Regions from separate parts of the Mus musculus genome. Here all the other regions are linked to region 2. Evidence: chromatin contacts called from public HiChIP or PLAC-seq data. All regions are on one chromosome and are shown on one strand. Each heading gives the region's core, a stretch centred on a gene start, on an enhancer-like site or on the middle of the called end of the contact. The rest is flanking DNA. Distances are from core to core; before and after follow the strand shown.

Region 1 (2,700 bases), core at 115-2,614, 760 kb after region 2:
CATTTGAAGTTGGTTGAAGTGGGTTGGTGTTACCTTAGGTATCTTGATGGAGGTAGGAAGTCATGGCATTTGACAGGGAGCACAGCTGTTATCTCAGCATTAGTAACATGCGAATCTATGACTCCCACAAGGCTCTGATATGTAGATGAACCACAGCAAACATTTGTGTTATGATACTGACTTCTGAATATTTATTGACAGATAGGCTATAGGTTTCCTTTATTGAGAATGAAGAAATAAACTGTCTTTATCTTTCCTGTCAGTAAGGTTGGGGGAGGGGGCTTTTGCTGGTTTGTATTTTCACATTTCAATAAGCATATTTTGAAATCACTATTTCCCATCATATACAATATCATATAAAATAGGGGACACATTTCTGTGTCCCTTAGCAAAAGAAAGGTCTCAACTTGATAGCTTTTATGCTTAGCTCAACTTTGTAAATGTTCCACAAAAGAAGGGGGCAGGGAAGGCTGGGCGCTGCACCCTTCTGCCCAGCACGTTCATTACGCTTTTCAATAAAAATAGAACTTATTTCCCGCCTGTTACCATCATGGTAAAAACTTAACAATGTAGTTCCTTCTCTTTCTTATATTGCAAAAGATAGTTTTAATTTAGTCTTGCCATATTTATATAGCTAAGAATTTACTACATTTTGGTAGTCTGTTTTGAAACTAAATACTTGTATCTGACAGATGCAGATAAAGTCTGCCTATTTCTTACACAGTGGGCTCTGTTTGCTACAGAAAAGAGTGAAACTTTTCCCAGCTTAGCACATTTGCCATTGAAATGGACCTGACAGAGCAGAGGTTCTAACTTTGGCTCCAATTACTTTTAATAATGATAAGACGTGAGTTCTGTTTGTTTACATGCTGTTTACAATGGCATAATTTTTAAAAATAAATCTATATGAGAACTGAGATATTTATTGCATACTATTTTAAAGATGTTTTAATGTGTTTTCACCTTTGGAATATATTGTTACATTTCCTTGTACAGATAATTTGGGTGGCTTTGTTAATGTAGCTAATAATTTTTATGACTACTAAGTGACCAGTTTCGGTGCCTTCTCTTGTGGGATGCATGACTCTGTATTTATTGTAAGGAAGTCACTGATGTGTGTATTTTTGTACTGAGAGTAATGGTTGATGTTCATGATGATGAGAGACGTCTTTCCCAAAGGGCACTGCCTTCAGATCGACCTTCTCAAATAAAAAGACTGCATTGGAAGGTGTGAGGCCTGCACTCTTTCTGGAGGGAAGTCGTTGAGATGTTTCGAAGAAAAATACAAAGTACCTTTAACCACGCCCTGCCTCCCACACACACCCTTCTTGAAGTCTAGATGGTATCAGAGCCAGGATGCTGGTACTGATACGGTCAAATTGTTCAACAGTTGAGTCACCCACAACAAGGCTCCTCTCGATGCTCATTTACAAACACAGCTACTCCCATTGTGCCGTCAATTTCTTCTCACCTCCAGGCAACTGATAACCTGTCTCCATTGCAAAACTTTCATTATTTCAAGTATTAGTGGAATTATACAGTTCATGACTTTATATGGTCCACACACACACAATGTCCCAGATACATCCAAATCAGTGTATGTATCAGTGTGGTTTTTGTTGTTTTAATTTTTTATTGATGGATAATATTCCATGCAGTGGAGTTATTAATGTTCAAAACACAATTTGGTTTCCCCCAATAGAAATAAGCCCTTGATGTTATAAGAGATGCCTCTGCAACTAAGAATACTTGCTTCCCAATCAGGGAGACTGGAGTTCAAGTCCCAGCACTCATAGCAGGCCTGAGCATCCTGCCCATCCTTCGAATCCCACCTCCGAGGAAGGCAAAGACAGGAGGACTGGCTTGCTGAGAAAATGTGACCCCAGTTCACGATGAATAACTCAAACAGCTGGAGAGCACTGGCAGAGTACATCAGGACCCTCGGCTGGTCTCTGCACACACTGCACACACAGAGACCCAGACACAAATAGAAAGCAAAACAGCACAGTGGGGAAGATGGTATAGTGTGACAAAGACATACCTGCAAGGAGAAGCAGAAGCTGGGCATGCGGCCATGAATGAACTTGAAAAGGACCGAGGACAGGGCAGACAGTCAAAGGGTACTGGGGGCAATCTTGTTGAGATGAGAAGGAGGGAGCAATAACGAATACTTCATAGTTACGGCCTGGACTTGGAGGTTGGCTGTAGATGAATGAGGAGCTCAAACTCAGAAGTCTGGGTTAGTTCCATGAGAGTTTAAAGTGACTGTAGGTAGGATGTCCACAGCAAACGTACCGGGGAGAATTTCTGAAAGGAAATGCAGATGTGAGGGCCAACATCTTGTGAGCTAAAGTCATTAGAGAGAGGGAAGTTGTCCTAAAAAAAAAAAAACCTTTGTGAACACAGAAAGTGAGTCCCGCAGAGTTCAACCCAGAGGAGATTAGAAAATGGAGCCAATTGCCTCAGTCAGAATCAGGGCCCATGCTGTAAGACACTGGCAACAATAGCCTGGCAGACAAGCATCCTTCCTTCTGTTGCCCAGTCTTGAAGGCTGCTGTGGACAGAAAGGGAAGAGTCAAGGAAGAGATGCTGTTTGTAGAACCTCATGCCCAGGGCTGCAGAGTGGTGTTTACAAGGCATGTTTGAAGCTAAGTGACAAAGAGCTCCCATATATAGCTGGTGAGCCTAAAACCACACTTT
Region 2 (2,937 bases), core at 3-2,502:
AAAGTAGTGGCTTCTGTTGCATCAGATCCTTTTGCGTTATTAATAAATTACGATTTCGGCTGGGCGTGGTGGCGCACGCCTTTAATCCCAGCACTCGGGAGGCAGAGGCAGGCGGATTTCTGAGTTCGAGGCCAGCCTGGTCTACAAAGTGAGTTCCAGGACAGCCAGGGCTGTACAGAGAAACCCTGTCTTGAAAAAACCAAAACCAAAAAAAAAAAAAAAAAAAAAAAAAAAAAAAAAAAAATTACGATTTCTGTAGATTGGTCAGGAAAAGAATACTAGATAAAAACGGATGGAGGCAGGACAGTACTCCCTTGTGCTGGCTGCAGAGGGCCGGAACAGGGTCTGAAGAACCCACACTATCTATGCAGAAATTCACGCAAGAACTTCACATTTTATAGTTTCTTCAACTTAGAAATGTAACCTCTGTGAATATATTCTTGAGCTGGCAAGAAGTCTCAGGGGATAAGGACACCTGTCACCAAAGACTGATGACCTGAACTGGAGGGCCAGAAGTCACACTGTGGAAGGAGAGAACAGACTCCACAAAGCTGCCTTCTGACACACACACACACACACACACACACACACATAATAACTTTAAAAAGAAAAATCTGGAATGAGTTTAGATATATAAATCCTAGAACATTTGTTGAAGTATGACTTTTTAATAGTAAACATGGGAGAATATAAGTGTTAAAAAGTAGGGTATTTTTACCCATTTTTGTGTTTTGTTTTGTTTTTCGAGACAGGGTTTCTCTGTATAACCCTGGCTGTCCTGGAACTCACTTTGCAGACCAGGCTGGCCTCGAACTCAGAAATCTGCCTGCCTCTGCCTCCCGACTGCTGAGATTAAAGGTGTGCGCCACGGCGCCCAGCTTATTTTTACCCATTTCAATGCCATGGAAACTGATCATATGATTATGCATCACATACAAACAGAACGGTATTCCGGGTGAAGGTAAGAAACCTTAACTGGACCCCAACAAGAGGCGGGGGGGGGGGGGTCACAGCACTGAGAGGGACGCAGAAGGCCAGGAGGGGTGACTGTGGCAGCAACAGTGAGCACAGCACTGGGAAACAAAAGGCAGAGTCTGAGGGAAGATGTAAGCACGAGTTGACCCTAAGAAAGCAAGGCAGGAAGAATATCAGAAACAGATTATAAAAAACACCCAGCCCGAAGCAGGAAGCCAGCTGCTGCTGCAGCTGGGGAAGAATTGGTCCCCTGAAGAGTAAGTCTGACGAGAGTCAGTGTTCAGAAAAAACACTACGCATCCGTTGTGAGCTAAGCACCTACAGGGGCCAGGCACAGTAGACATATTTGGTGTATTCTTCTCCATAAGGAGCTTGGAAAGGCCAGAGGTCGAGGTCACACGTGTTTGTAACTTAGAGCTGCACTCTGACCTGTCTTAGGGCAAAGCCAGTATGGCACAGCAAGGAAGACATGGTTGGGAACAACAGTCTCTAGTAATTCTGACTGGATCCAGACAGGGTGGGCACAGACCAGCCAAGTGTGGTGTACTGTGGGTGCCTGCCTTCTCAATGTCTCAAACAGCAGCAACAATAACAATACCACACACACACACACACACACACACACACACACACACATACACAAAACACACATACATACATACATACATACATATACATACACACACAAATACACATACATACACACACAAACACACATACACACACATACACATACATACACACACAAACACACACATATACACACATACACACACACAAACACACATATACACATACACACATACACACACACAGAGCAATGTTGTGGGCCATCTCTAAAGTCGCACACATTGAATATAATTCACTGTAAATGACAGGACCCAAGGTGGCCTGTGCCATCAGATTGTGCTCTGTTTATGTGCCCTCATGTGGGAGGACCGGAGGGGCTTGTTCAACTCCTGTTGACGAACAGTGAACCTATAACAAGCTTTTGTGCAAAGAAGAGTCATCCCCTCTATTCTGACTTGATTAGTAAAACACTATTTTCTTCTTATAAATATTTTGAGCAGTTAGCAGTCCCTTAACCATTAACGTTTAAAAACCACTGGGCTGGGATGTAACTCATGGGCAGAGCATTTACTTAGCACACATGAAACCCTTGGTTGGTTCCCAGAATTGCATACAAATGATATTTCCTAACATAGTTATTTATATATGACTTTCATAACTAATAAATGTAAATTTTTGAACATTGTTAAAATATTTTTACATTTATTTATTTGCATGTGTGCATGCATGCACATTCCCATGTGTGTGCACATTCCCACGTGTGTGTATACGTGCATGCTTGCATGTGTGCTTGCCTATGTATGTACTATGGTATACACGTAGAAGAGGTAACTTTTGGCATTGGTACGTGAGTTCTGGGGATCAAACTCAGGCTGTCAGCTTTGACAGAAAGGGCCCTTACCCACTGAGCCATCTTGCTGGCTCCAATTTTTGAACTTTTGACAGATTAAGATCCTTATCTACCAGAGATGGGTGTGGTGGCACACACACCTTTAGTCACAGCACTCTGAAAGCAGACGCACATGGATCTCTCTGGGTGTTTGAGGCCAGCCATGGTCTCTAGAGTGAGTTCTAGCTGAGCCAGAGCTCTACTGTAAGACTCTGTCTGAAAAAACAAACAACAGAACAAACGAAATCTTTATCAATCTTAAGTAAGAAATTCTTAACAACATTTTCCAATCACTTGATTAAGACACTAACAAGTTCAATAGACAAGCAAAAGGCAAGGGACTTAAAAAGCCGCTTGTCCGTGCTTTTACGCCCAGCTCCCTTCCTATACTGTTTTGAGATTCATCTGAGTGTGGCATGTCTCAGTAATTCCGCCTCTCTCTTGTTAAAATTCGCTTCTCTGTTCCTGCTCATAGACTTTGGGCTGGTTCCCAGTCTGAGAAA
Region 3 (3,006 bases), core at 28-2,527, 700 kb after region 2:
CATCCTTCCTCTTTCTTCCCTCCCCACTCTCCCTCTCTTCCTCCTCCATATCATCTCTTCCGGCTTCCCTCCACTAAGCATGCACTCACTACATAACACTTACTTTAGATAACCATAGGAGTAGACTGCTCTGGGCAGAGTCACTCACATACAGTGCAAGCTTATTTCCCAGAAGGGTAAATACACCTTCAGTGGTTTCCTAAACACTGAACATTTTGTGATGATGTTGATCCTGAACAGACAGGTCTGTCGGGGTCATTTATCACGTGTTGGTTTGTTGTTTTTACAGTTCTTGAAGGTTTCTTTGTTTATTGTCAGGTGCACACTGCCTGCAAAGATGTGTACCATCCCGTCTGTCCCCTTGGCCAGTGTAAAGTCTCCATCATACCTCCGATTGCACTAAATAGCACAGACTCTGATGGTACGTAGCAGTAGTAAGTATGTGTATTTCTAGCGTATTTACTGTTGATTGAATTTCATATGATACATTGTAATTGATTATTCTGGTCAGTTTTTATAAATGCTGGACGGTATATTTGGTTGCTTAATTAGTTGATTCTTGTGATGCTGGGCATAAATGATCCTGAAGAGCTAAGCATACGTCCAACCACAGAGCTACATCCCCAGCTCAAATGAATATTTTGAAAGGAAAGTTGTAGTGCAGCCATTAACACTTTGGCCAGATCATTGTACACAAGACTTGCAGGTTATTGGTTTTTGTTTTTTTTCACATCCCAACAAATGAAGGGGGACCGTCATTTTGTACTGAACTCCTGAAAGGTTAACGTGTCTGTGTTCTCTCACCATAATTGAAACTGCCCATTAGCATGGGCTCCTATTAAGATTTGCTCTCCTGTCATTTAATTGCAGGAATCTGTATTCCTCTAAATGCATTTGCTATTTCTAGAATCTGGCCAGGGCTTAACTGTAAGTGCAGAGGAGACTTTGTGACATCACCGGTTTTAGAATGGGACACTCGTTACTTCCTCCTCTGCACGCCACGTTACAAATGGCTTCTGCAATGTGTCGTTTTAGTCTTCTGTTGTGCTTCCTGCACAGGCGTGTAACAGCTGTGCAGATGGCTGCGAAGCTCAGGGGATGTGTTCTTGACAGCTCTCCCCACCCCCAATAGATCCTTCATTCATTTTAACGTATTTTCTTAGACCTATACAAAGAACAATTAGAATATTGTAAAATACCAAGTATGGGCATGAGTCGTTTGAGAACTGTAAACCCTTAGCTTTCCTTTCCTTATCAAGATTGGTAAGGTTGGTGGTTATTGTCTGTGATGTGGTTCCTCACTGCAAAGTATATGCTAAAACATGAGTTTTAGATTGCTAGGATGCAGATACTGAACCGTTTAGCCAGGGGACTAGGTTACGGTGATGCGCCAGCATTAAGGAAGGAAGGTTCCTTGCTTTCACCCATTTTTCTTCCTTTTCTGAATACCTATTAATAATTGAAGAGAGAAGAAGTGCATATTAATCTTGTCCCGGGCTTGTTTTTGCAGGTTTCTGTCGAGCAACCTTTTCGTTCTGTGTCAGCCCCCTCTTGGTGTTCGTCAACTCTAAGAGTGGAGATAATCAGGGAGTGAAGTTCCTTCGTCGCTTTAAACAGTTGCTCAACCCAGCTCAGGTGTTTGATTTAATGAACGGAGGGCCTTATTTAGGGTAATTCATTTATGATAAATCCTACTCGAGTAAAATTCAGTTCTAAGCATGAGAGAGATGTGCCTGGCTCTGCTGCTCATGAAATTAATGTCCAAGCTAGGTGGTAGTGGCGCACAATTTTAATCCCAGTACTTGGGAGGCAGAGACAATTGGAACTCTGCCTTTGGAGGTCCAGGACAGCTAGGGCCACACTGAGAAACCCTGTCTCCGAAAACCAAACTAAACCAACAAACCTAGAAAAATTACACTTTCCGTTAGACATCTTTGTTGCTCTCATGCGTCCCTACATTTGAGCTTTGTCGACTTTAGGTTCAGTATTGTTCTTTTTGAATGGTGCTGGTGATTGACTCTATAGAAGAGCAGGCCCTCCTCATTAAGTTATGGCTCTAGCTTAACTTTCTCTTTATCTGTTGTTGTTTGTTTGTTTTGTTTTTTTGCTTTTTGAGACAGGACTGTGAGGCCCTGGCTGAAGTCTGTGAGAACTAGGCTGGCCTGGGACTTACAGGGGATAGCTTGTCTCTCCCTCCTGAGTGCTGGGATTAAAGATATGCTCCTTAATTAGAGATTTTAACACAAAACTTCCTGATGTTATTCAGCTTTCTGATATCAATTCCAAACTTGTTAGCCTAACTTTCAAATTCTAAAATGTGTACAAAAGTATTTTAAGTGTATGTCACATAAACTTGCATAGATGTAAAATACAAATATCAGAGACTTATCTTCATAGAAAATACACACACAGTGCATGACCTAACTAAAGGGGGTCTGTTTAGTACTTCAGCCCGGAAGGGTCTTGGGCTGACCTTGATAAATGCTAAGGGAATTTTGTTGACCGTTCTGTGATGCTGTATAACTTAAAGTCTAAACATGACTGTGAACTGCCTGACATTTTCACTGTGAGGATACACCTTAGGTCCTTCACCCCCTTTCGGTGACTGTGTGTGATGGTATATGTATACATTTTCTGTGGGGGTGGCGGATGTCTTCTCATGGAGGACTCCTGTATTCTCTCAGTCTCTGAGTGTCTCTCCTTGTGTGATTTCTGGAGGTTATTGGTGGAGGACCTAAGGTTTACTAAAGGTCAGTGGGTATGGACAGAATGACATTAAGGGGAGACATTAGTCAAAGGAAGAAGGCATGTGACTGGGAGGAGGGGAGGATGCTGAGAGCTAGGCATTGGTGAGGGCTGGCAGGTGTCTTTAGGAGCAGCCAAGTGTCCCCCATGTTGTATTTATAAAAAGAGAGAAGGAATATGTTTTGGTGGATGTGTGGTAAGGTGTGGGGTAAAAGGGGTGTCCCTGGGGGCCCATGCCGAGGCATCCCTTCCCCCTGAGGG

The links. HiChIP or PLAC-seq counts read pairs in DNA pulled down with a chosen protein or histone mark.
Region 1: a contact with region 2 is called in an H3K27ac HiChIP or PLAC-seq map of T-cell acute lymphoblastic leukemia, with 4 times the contacts expected there. The contact joins two enhancer-like sites. A contact is called at or near these places in 3 of 39 promoter capture datasets (embryonic stem cells and stem cell-derived epiblast-like cells), 1 of 15 datasets of contacts at CTCF or cohesin (embryonic stem cells), 1 of 484 Hi-C or Micro-C datasets (embryonic stem cells) and 3 of 115 datasets of contacts at active chromatin or transcription factors (T-cell acute lymphoblastic leukemia, astrocytes and embryonic stem cells).
Region 3: an H3K27ac HiChIP or PLAC-seq map of T-cell acute lymphoblastic leukemia shows a contact between it and region 2, with 4 times the contacts expected there. The contact joins two enhancer-like sites. A contact is called at or near these places in 2 of 39 promoter capture datasets (embryonic stem cells and hippocampal neurons), 1 of 15 datasets of contacts at CTCF or cohesin (pro-B cells), 1 of 484 Hi-C or Micro-C datasets (bone marrow-derived macrophages), 2 of 115 datasets of contacts at active chromatin or transcription factors (T-cell acute lymphoblastic leukemia and embryonic stem cells) and 3 of 9 other capture datasets (embryonic stem cells, liver and macrophages).

Annotation. Positions count from the first base shown.
Region 1 is chr14:78,557,880-78,560,579 of GRCm38.p6, reverse strand. It overlaps Dgkh (diacylglycerol kinase, eta), which reads left to right. Exons shown (of 30, transcript NM_001081336.2): 30 at 1-1,230. Among named protein-coding and RNA genes, the nearest start is that of Akap11, 22 kb to the right of the region's middle. Within about 2 kb of position 1,364, at least 11 of the 459 cell types and tissues checked have an H3K27ac peak or open chromatin away from gene starts, as enhancers often do. A contact at or near this core is called in T-cell acute lymphoblastic leukemia, where this site is marked.
Region 2 is chr14:79,314,421-79,317,357 of GRCm38.p6, reverse strand. No RefSeq gene overlaps it. Among named protein-coding and RNA genes, the nearest start is that of Rgcc, 14 kb to the right of the region's middle. Within about 2 kb of position 1,252, at least 41 of the 459 cell types and tissues checked have an H3K27ac peak or open chromatin away from gene starts, as enhancers often do. A contact at or near this core is called in T-cell acute lymphoblastic leukemia, where this site is marked.
Region 3 is chr14:78,617,187-78,620,192 of GRCm38.p6, reverse strand. It overlaps Dgkh (diacylglycerol kinase, eta), which reads left to right. Exons shown (of 30, transcript NM_001081336.2): 9 at 319-421; 10 at 1,511-1,670. Among named protein-coding and RNA genes, the nearest start is that of Gm26251, 15 kb to the right of the region's middle. Within about 2 kb of position 1,277, at least 25 of the 459 cell types and tissues checked have an H3K27ac peak or open chromatin away from gene starts, as enhancers often do. A contact at or near this core is called in T-cell acute lymphoblastic leukemia, where this site is marked.